3 separate regions of the Mus musculus genome follow, and regions 2 and 3 are each linked to region 1. The links are chromatin contacts, called in public HiChIP or PLAC-seq maps. All regions are on one chromosome and are shown on one strand. Each heading gives the region's core, a stretch centred on a gene start, on an enhancer-like site or on the middle of the called end of the contact. The rest is flanking DNA. Distances are from core to core; before and after follow the strand shown. Region 1 has its middle 33 kb from the start of Rassf8. Region 2 has its middle 35 kb from the start of Gm38926. Region 3 has its middle 12 kb from the start of Gm38926.

Region 1 (2,990 bases), core at 332-2,831:
GTCACTGGATTTTGAAGGTTATAGTGCAGGCTTGCTTCTGGGTCCAGTCTTTTTCACTTCCTGGTCTGCCAAGACGTGAGCAGGCAGATGCTACCGGCTCCTGGCTACACATGACTGCCCAATGCCTGCAGTCCCATGCACAGCAGAATGGCTGTTCTCAAACTGCAAGGTGAGATGAATCCTGAGAGTCACTTCAATGTCAGGAAACATCATAGACACACAAGTGCCTTTATTGTAGACTTTGCACTGATTTGGGGAAAATTCCTGGGAACGCAATTAGTCATAGGCTAGGTACAACAATTTTAATGTATCTGACTAAACGTTATTGATCTATGTTATTCGCAGCCATGTTTTATGAGCACTGTTACCAGTAGTGCATCTAAGTGTTCCTTATATTATTACTGAAAAGTTGGCTGAAGGAAAAGACACACAGCAGACCAGGCTTCATCGGAGCAGTTCTGCTGAAGGATAGTCTCTAGGTTGAGAAACCAGAGTACAGACCAGGGATTATTATGGGGTGGAGATGAGGGGAAGGGGAAGGGGGAGAACAGAAGGACAGGAGGCGTGGTCAAAGAGAAAGCTTTTTGACTGAAGACTGGCCATTGCTAGGAGTGACCAAAGAATGTTGAGCAGTAAGGAAGGAGATGTCAGGGGATTGACAGGCATTGTGGGGATCTGCAGGGGGAGGGATGGAGGAAAACAACCTCGGGAAGGGCTAATTACTGTGGTTTGGGAAAATTGTCACCATTTAATCAAAATGGAGTAGTTTTCAAAGTGTTGTGGCCTTGGCCAACAACTATGAGTTTTTCCTGTGTGCCAAGTACCTTGCTTGGATGACATTTTCTTCTGTCCACATCCATAACTGTATCACCCTCCCTCTTCTCTTCCTCTCACCTCAGGCACTGCCTCTGACTTAATTCTCACTAGAAGCCTTGCCAGCTGGGTGACCATCTCTGTGTTCATCTGTGTCATTTCCTTCTGTGTGGCCAGTGCCACCACACAGCACTGTGACCTGGCCACCATTCCCCAAGAATAGCTCAACCACTTCTCCTTCATGTACCTATTAGTCAGGGTGACTAACACGGACAAATCTGGTTGAATGAATAATGTTTGGCAATGTGTACAAGGCCCATAATGTTAAACAAAACTAAGGGCTCCAATTAAGTCTTATATTTAAATTCAATCTTGAATTGATTTTCTGGGGCAAGCACTTTGCTTAAGCTAAAAACAAAAGTCAAAGAGATTTTTCACATTTGGTCTGGATAAAGAAAGAAATTAATAAGGCCTTAGAAGTCAGAGTAATTATCGCTGAGAAGCATCATGGGAGTCGGGGTGGGGGTGTGTGTGGGATCATTGGCATCCACAGTGTATGGACAGCAGGACCCATGGCTTCAGATCCCTGACATGGGGCCCAGGCAGATAAATAGTAAGAGCTGGACCAGTGGACAAGGGGACAGTGATCTATAGACGCTGTGCCCCCTTCCCTGGGGTGTCACTTCCCAAGGCCAGAGTACTGGGTCAGACACTGCAATGATTTAGACAAGAATTTTAATCATTTGGCCATGTTTTTAGGTATCCATGGTAACAGGTTGATCTATTTCCATGTGTGGGTTAGACTCCAGGGGAAAGGCCTGCTGGATTCACAGCAGGATGGTCAGCTCCCATCCAGGAATTCGGGTAGCATGGCAGCATTGTCAGGAAAGACAGCTTTATTGCCTGTGTTCCCAGCCTCTGTCCTAAGAGATAGTTCAGCCTCGTTTCAAAGGCTGAGACGCAGCTCAGCTCAGTGTTTGCCTGTTCCTGTTAAGAGTGAGGTGCAATTGTAACTGCTAGGTCACAGGAGACAGAACACAACACAATTATCACAACCAAGAGGCCACACAGGCCTCCTCAGGGCTTGGGTGTGTCTCACTCTGTCACCTCAGACAGTGCATTCCTGAAATGTCATTAGTAGTCAACACCACATTCCCAGGACAAACCTGGGAGAGACAGTCTCCCTCCTCTGAGAACCGCCCCACACAGAGGGCAGATGTCAGCAAGGCGAGGCTTTGTGTTTTTGTTATTTCCAAATTCATCCTTGCTGCCTTTTTGATTACAAACAACCTTGAGGTTTGATTCTGGGACACTTTATTCCTCGTAAAATTTAAACAAGTCCCCCTCTGCTGGTCCCCATTTCCCCCTGTCCTTCTCTGGCTTAGACAAATTTCTGAGTCAATCTGATTATGAATCAGCAGTTTTTATCTCAAGAACAATATATCTTGGGATGAAAAAAAAAGCACTTAAAAACAAAAACAAAGCAAAACAAAATCCCACAAAACCCGACTGTCTATAAATTCATGAATCATGAATCAATGTCCTTTTAATTAATGGCATGAGGTGGCCTCAACAGCATTAATGCATAAATGAGAACGTACTTAAATTATTAAAAAGAAAATTATTTTAAAGATCTATGTCTTAGTTAGGGTTTTACTGCCGTGAACTGATACCATGGCCAAGGCAACTCTTATAAATTAAACATTTAATTGGGGCTGGCTTACAGGCCCAGAGGTTCAGTCCATTACCATCAAGAGTAACAGTGCCCAGGCAGGTGTGGTGCAGGAGGAGCTGAGAGGTCTACATCTTGTTCCAAAGGCAAATAGGAGAAGACTGGCTTCCAGGCAGCCAGCACGAGGGCCTTAAGGCCCATGCCCACAGTGACAAGCTTCCTCCAACAAGGCCGCACCTACTCCAACAAGGCCACACCTCCAAATAGTGCCACTCCCTGGGCCAAGCATATTCAAACCACCACACTCTATTAAGCTGACGGGAAGTCCTTCTGCTGATTTGGGACTCTGAGGATAAAAGCATCTCAGGGGACACACTTGCTGCCTTAGCACTGCCTTCTACCAAACTGTGCCAACGTGAACTGTGCCGGTCAACAAATCTGCCATTTGCACATAGGTGATTTGTTAATAAATCCATGGAATTAGAGAAGCCGACTTTAATGATAC
Region 2 (2,898 bases), core at 360-2,859, 330 kb after region 1:
TCATCCATTGGATGGAGCACAGGTTTCCCAATGACGGAGCTAGAGAAAGTATCCAGGGAGCTGAAGGGGTTTGCAGCCCCATAGGAGGAACAACAATATGAACTAACCAGCACCCCCAGAGCTCCCTAGGACTAAACCAACCAAAGAAAAAACACGGAGGGACTTGTGGCTCTAGCTGCATATGTAGCAGAGGATGGCCTTGTTGGGGGAGGAGAAGAGGCCCATGGTCCTGTGAAGGTTCTATGCCCCAGTATAGAGGAATGCCTGAGCCAGGAAGCTGGAGTGGGTGGGTTGTGGAGCAGGGGGAGGAGGGAAGGGATAGGAGATTTTTTGGAGGGGAAACTAGGAAAGGGAATAACATTTGAAATGTAAATAAAGAAAATATCTAAGGAAGGAAGGAAGGAAGGAAAGAAAGAAAGAAAGAAAGAAAGAAAGAAAGAAAGAAAGAAAGAAAGAAAGAAAGAAAGAAAGAAAGAAAGAGAGAGAGACAAACCTCTGCTCATGTTGGATCCTCTTACCTGTTCTAGTTTTATTTCTGTTGGTGGGAAAGAAAAATCAAGGTAGGGAAAAGGGGGTTTACTTTTGTTTCTAATTCCAGGTTATAGCCCACTGTTGAGAGGAAACCATAGCAAAGGGATTAGTCACATCATATCCACAGTCTAGGCAGGGAGAAATGAACTCACAAATGCTGCTCGCTCCCTTGCACTCAACTTGATTTCTCCACTTTTACACAGGTCAGGACCCCTCATCTAGGGAATGTTGCTGCCCACAGTGGACTGGGTCTACCTATATCAGTTAAGCTAATCCCACACACACACCACAGGCTAACCGTATGTAGACAGGTCCTCACTGAGACTGCCCAAGTTATTTGGGTTGTGTATCGAAATGACAAAACTAATCACCAAATATAAAAATGTCTAACTCAGAAAATGCTAATAATTTTCCATTTTAAAAGTACTTATAAGAGGGGGCTGGAGACGTGTCTCTGGTTACAAGCATTTGCTCTTATAGAAGATCTGGGTTCAGTTCCCAACACCCACATTGCTGCTCACAAGCAGCTGTGACTCTAGTCCCAGGAGATCCAACATCCCCTGCTGGCATCTACAGGCACCAGGCATGCATTTGCTGCACATATACACATGAAGGCGTTTACACACACACACAGGAAAATAAATCTTCAAACTACCTAGAAGATGTTTGGTTTTTAAGTGAAAACTCCCATTCGGTAAAGTACAGATAGTTTCCAGATTGACGTTTCCCAATTTCAACTTCAATTCCCAATTTCTAATTTTCAGAAGACAGATCCAATATCCAAAAGTTGCTCTTAATCTTCCTCCCTTCTTCCCTCCTTCTCTCCTTCCTCCCTCCCTCCCTCCATTCCTTCCTCTCTGCCTCAGTTCTTCCCTTTTTCTTCCCCTCTCCCTGGTCCCACTTGTCTGGCCAGTTTGAGGTAAACTCTCTTTATGCCCTAACATTGTTCCTGCAAACAGACTGTGCCGTGAAGGTTGATTAGGGACTCAGGCTGTCCCTGTGGTCTGTAACTCATACTGAGCCCTTCAGACCAGGCATGTCAGGAAAGATATATTTTAACCAAGGTTTCAAATATCTAAAACTCTGACTCATAAGTTTTCCTGCCCCCTAACCCTATGTCACAGCCAATCAACTCTTCCTTCACGACATGCAGACGTTCCTGATGGCCATTTTCTTCTTTGTTGCTTTTCTTCCATTTGTAGTGTGGTATGTAATCCTTAAAGAAATGGTAATCAGACAGACATGGGAGACATAGAAGAAAGGGGCCAGAGTGAGACCGGTGATGGTCATTGTACAAGGACGCCATCCTTGCTTGGAATGCTGTAGTAGTGTTATGTTTGCCAAGGGAGGGAGGCGGCATCAGAAGGAGTCATGTGACTTACAATGCCACTGTCCTTGTAGTGGCACTATGCCAAGGGAGGCGTAGAGAACACGGGCCAAGTGTGCTGCTGTATCACTAAGCACCTGGGAACAGACTCAGAGCTCAGAATGCGGTTGACAAAGGATAATTAATTGTCAACAGCTGTTGCTGAATCTGTACCTCTAAATGAGGACAATGCAAACATGTTCGCCCAGCTCCACACCCGGGAGCAGAGACGCTCTGGGAACACTCTGGCCTGGAGATAAGGAGTTCTGAGAACATGGAAAATGTGATGACAACCATTTCTTGTTTCTTCACCGTAGGAAGAGTAGGAGGGAAGACTTGTTTCTGACCCTTTTGTTACAGAATCATTTGGTGGCCTCAGCAAAACATCTGCCATATGACCCATTCTGTCGAAGGAAAGAGAGGCAGCCCAAATCATTAGATACACAATGGGTCCACACAAGTATCAATGTTCTGGTGTGGTAGTGGAAAGAGAGGCAGCCCAAATCATTAGACACATAGTGGGTCCACACAAGTATCAGTGTTCTGGTGTGGTAGTGGAAAGAGAGGCAGCCCAAATCATTAGATACATAGTGGGTCCACACAAGCATCAGTATTCAGGTGGGATAGAACTGTGTTAACTCTTGTAATTAATTCTTATTCCCCCATCAGACTAAGCTGACAGCCTTAGAACTTTAAGAATAATTCTCAACAACTAATATAATTACTAGGAAATGTAAAAGACAGTGGAGCCAGTGTCTTGGGGATCAACCTGCAGCCCCCTTCTCGTCCCAGCATGCTCCGTTCTGTATATTCTAGTTGAACTCTGCCAGTTAGTCACTTTGGCTCACAGCAGCCAAGTGCACACATGGTGAAGATGGCGACTTAACAGCCTGAAACTCAAAGCAGAGGATGAGGGGTCTTTGTTGTCTCTATTTCATTCCCATTTTCCTTCTGCACTGCCTTCCAAACAGACTCACTATCAACAGCCAGCCATTGCCATC
Region 3 (3,067 bases), core at 507-3,006, 350 kb after region 1:
CGCATGAACTCAGCTTCACTTTGAGTTTTTAAATGCTGGGTGGGCGGTACACACGTGGTCCGTGATGTTTAAAACAGTTTTACCTTTGGCCCAAAATATTCATTGACCCTCGTTTCTTACAGTGATGGCTTACTCTCATACAAATATTAGCCTATTTAATGCCATCTTGCCATCCTCAGCTGAGAGGAGGGATCTGGCTAACAGGTGGTTGGAGGAACACACAGCCTCGTGGAGACTTGGGATTGGCTCCAGTGCCATCGTGTAGGGGAAGCTAATGGCATCCTGGTTACTAGATAGGCTGCAGCTAAGTCCTGGAAGGCCTTGGCAACTTGGACTTTACAGTTGCAGGTCCAGTAGCAACTTGAGAAAGTAATCCACTGGAGGAGATTGTGGTGGCAGAGATGGCAATCCGGGCATACAGGAAAAGATGCCCTGGGGTAGCAGAAGCAGCCGCTGCTAAGTTTTGCCCTGAACCACCGTGAGTGGTGAGCTGTTGTTGCGGTGTATTGCAAAGCTGGAGTTCCAGACGACACCACTGCTCACTCACAGGGCGCTCATTTTGCCTGTAGTGGAAAGGCAGCGAGAGGAGTTGTGAGTCGGGCACGAGATCTAAGGGACTCAGAACTCCAGGGCCATGTGAGTTTGCTGCAGAGCAAGTGTGAGGGACAATGACAGCCCTGATTGGGGGAGGGGGCCTGGATGGATGCTGACTCTGCAGTTTCCTGTGGCTTCTGTGTCCCTACCTAATGTCATAGCTTCACCTGCCAACCTGACACAAACTTAGAGAGGCTGGGGGAAGGGAGCTTCAGTTGAGAAATCGCCTCCATCAGATTGGCCTGTGGGAGTGTTTGCAGGGCATTTTCTTGATTGCTAGTTGTTGGAGGAAGGCCCCGCCCACTGTGGGCGGCACCATCTCTAGGCAGGCAGTCCATCCAGGTCAGAAAGGTAGCTGAATGTGAGCCAGTGAGCAGCCAGTGGCAGCGCTCCTGCATGGCCTCCGCTTCAGCTCCAGCCTCAGGTTGACTTAGTCAGGGTGCTATCGCAGTAACAGAAAGTAACGTAGGAAATCTAGTAAGCACCAGCACTTCCACTGTTCTGGAAGATTCTACAGAAGTCGTTCCCTACCTGTGGCCGATAGACCAACCAGCAGTCTCCCTCCAGTCCTCAGGCCAATTCCTAGAACTAAATCCAAGCAGAACCTGTGTGAGCCTGTGTTAGAGCCTGCTACGGGGCTAATGTGTGAGCCTGAAGGATGGTGACACGGCCCAGCATTCACTGAAAGGAGGCAGAGATTGCCCCTGGAGTCATCGTTGAGGTTTTCCTCAAAAGCATGAAGCTTATGGCTAGACAGCAGCTTTGGATGCGCCCTCAGAATGCAGACACGCTTGCCACCTCTGTAACCTCTAAATGGAGACATGGAATGTGCTTTCCTGTGCATGTGTGTGCGTGCAGAATATGTATATATGGTACACGGGAAATAAATAGCTTAAGCTAGATACCAGAAAGATCCCTCGCTGCTCTGGGGTCTGGAAGCAAATGACAGGAAAGTGTGATTGGGAAAGTAAAATTGTTTAACCGGCTCAGAAATTAAAACAAAACAAAACAAAACAAACAAACAAACAAAAAAAAAAAACCAACTAAGGCGTTTCCAAGTGCGGGAAACATTCCAAACAGGATGTACAGGAGTGTGCGAGGTGCCTGGGGAAAGGAAGCATTTGGGAGAAATTGGAACTACATTTTACAATGATTTATTTATTTTGTTAATGGAGTACACTCAAGGTTTGTATGTATCTGAGGTGAGTGGAAACACAAGTCCATATAAACTGTAAGTAGAGTAGCTTTTAAATTTCCGTTTTTATTTACTGACGGAAAGGAAGTAATTTAAAGTTATTTAAAACACACACAACAAAGAAACACTAGACAATTTTCTGCTTCCTTCCTGTTGATCTCACTGCCAACAGTGCCCTCTAGTGGTGAACTGAGAAGACGTTGGTGGAGGAGGGAAAAAACATTACCGGAATTTTCATGAAAACGTAAACTTTTACAATTCCACTTGGTAACTGAATGCTATATTTGGCAAGAAAAAAAATGAATCTTTGCAGAGGTTCACAGCAGATAGCTTAAGACGTGGGCGTTTCAACGTCAGCTTTCCTTAGTGGCTCTCCTGAGTGCATGCCCATCTGTGCGTGTAAATGCCCTCGAGGCTGCCTTTGGGGCGAGTCTGGGCCACAGCTTCTATTGTGTACCTTAAAACGAACAGAATCCACTTTTATGAGGGATACAATCGTTCTCCCCGAACTTGTGCTTCAACCTTAATCACTTCCAAGAACAACACAGTGTTCTTGCAGGATCTCACCTGGCCCCAACTCATCGAACAAACCAAGCCCCATTTTCTTAGAATGATTCAGACGCTCCCCTCCCCCGACCCCCACCCCCGCAAAAAGCAGTCATCACAACAGGCTACAGCCCGGGTTACAGAATGAAGTCGCGCTAACCCTGGCTCTGCCTAGAGCTTCTAGAGCAGCTACTTCTGAAATAAAGATGGGAGGTGGCTTCCCGGGCGCCACTCTAACGCCAGGCAACCGCTGGGCCATGAGCTCTGAGGCTTCAGCTCTGAACATGGTTCTCTGCCCTAAGCCCCTGGTCCAAAGATCCAAAGCACAGTACTTGTCTGTTTTAGGAGATGTTGGTACATACAGGCTGTTTTATGAGCATTCTGACATTCCGACTGTACCCCCTTTGATGTCTTCAATAGCACCCTTTGTCATAAGTGCCCAAAACGTGTCACTCACTGGCTGTCATGTTGGACAGAATTGGACACTCTTTCACTACAGGGGGACATCCTTGGTCTAGAATCATCTTCAAGCCCTGGCCCTAAAGAAACTCCTGAAAATTGTACTTTATAGGAGCAAAAGTTATTAAGCAACACACCGTCTAGCAATCAAAGAGAATGTCCTTAGTGCTTGGACAGACAGGTTCCACTCACATTCTAGACCGATACCCTAAGAAGAACGCATTCTTTATGAGGCATTTTTGCCAAAACACATAAACTGAATCTAACCATGAG

The links. HiChIP or PLAC-seq counts read pairs in DNA pulled down with a chosen protein or histone mark.
Region 2: an HNF4G HiChIP or PLAC-seq map of pancreatic cancer cells shows a contact between it and region 1. The contact joins two enhancer-like sites. A contact is called at or near these places in 1 of 39 promoter capture datasets (liver), 2 of 484 Hi-C or Micro-C datasets (bone marrow-derived macrophages and nephron progenitors), 3 of 115 datasets of contacts at active chromatin or transcription factors (embryonic fibroblasts, embryonic stem cells and pancreatic cancer cells) and 1 of 9 other capture datasets (embryonic stem cells).
Region 3: a contact with region 1 is called in an H3K27ac HiChIP or PLAC-seq map of embryonic fibroblasts, with 8 times the contacts expected there. The contact joins two enhancer-like sites. A contact is called at or near these places in 3 of 39 promoter capture datasets (the C10 cell line and liver), 1 of 484 Hi-C or Micro-C datasets (brown adipocytes), 2 of 115 datasets of contacts at active chromatin or transcription factors (embryonic fibroblasts and pancreatic cancer cells) and 1 of 9 other capture datasets (embryonic stem cells).

What each region holds. Positions count from the first base shown.
Region 1 is chr6:145,712,327-145,715,316 of GRCm38.p6, reverse strand. No RefSeq gene overlaps it. Among named protein-coding and RNA genes, the nearest start is that of Rassf8, 33 kb to the left of the region's middle. Within about 2 kb of position 1,581, at least 82 of the 459 cell types and tissues checked have an H3K27ac peak or open chromatin away from gene starts, as enhancers often do. A contact at or near this core is called in embryonic fibroblasts and pancreatic cancer cells, where this site is marked.
Region 2 is chr6:145,381,897-145,384,794 of GRCm38.p6, reverse strand. No RefSeq gene overlaps it. Among named protein-coding and RNA genes, the nearest start is that of Gm38926, 35 kb to the right of the region's middle. Within about 2 kb of position 1,609, at least 11 of the 459 cell types and tissues checked have an H3K27ac peak or open chromatin away from gene starts, as enhancers often do. A contact at or near this core is called in pancreatic cancer cells, where this site is marked.
Region 3 is chr6:145,359,145-145,362,211 of GRCm38.p6, reverse strand. No RefSeq gene overlaps it. Among named protein-coding and RNA genes, the nearest start is that of Gm38926, 12 kb to the right of the region's middle. Within about 2 kb of position 1,756, at least 46 of the 459 cell types and tissues checked have an H3K27ac peak or open chromatin away from gene starts, as enhancers often do. A contact at or near this core is called in embryonic fibroblasts and pancreatic cancer cells, where this site is marked.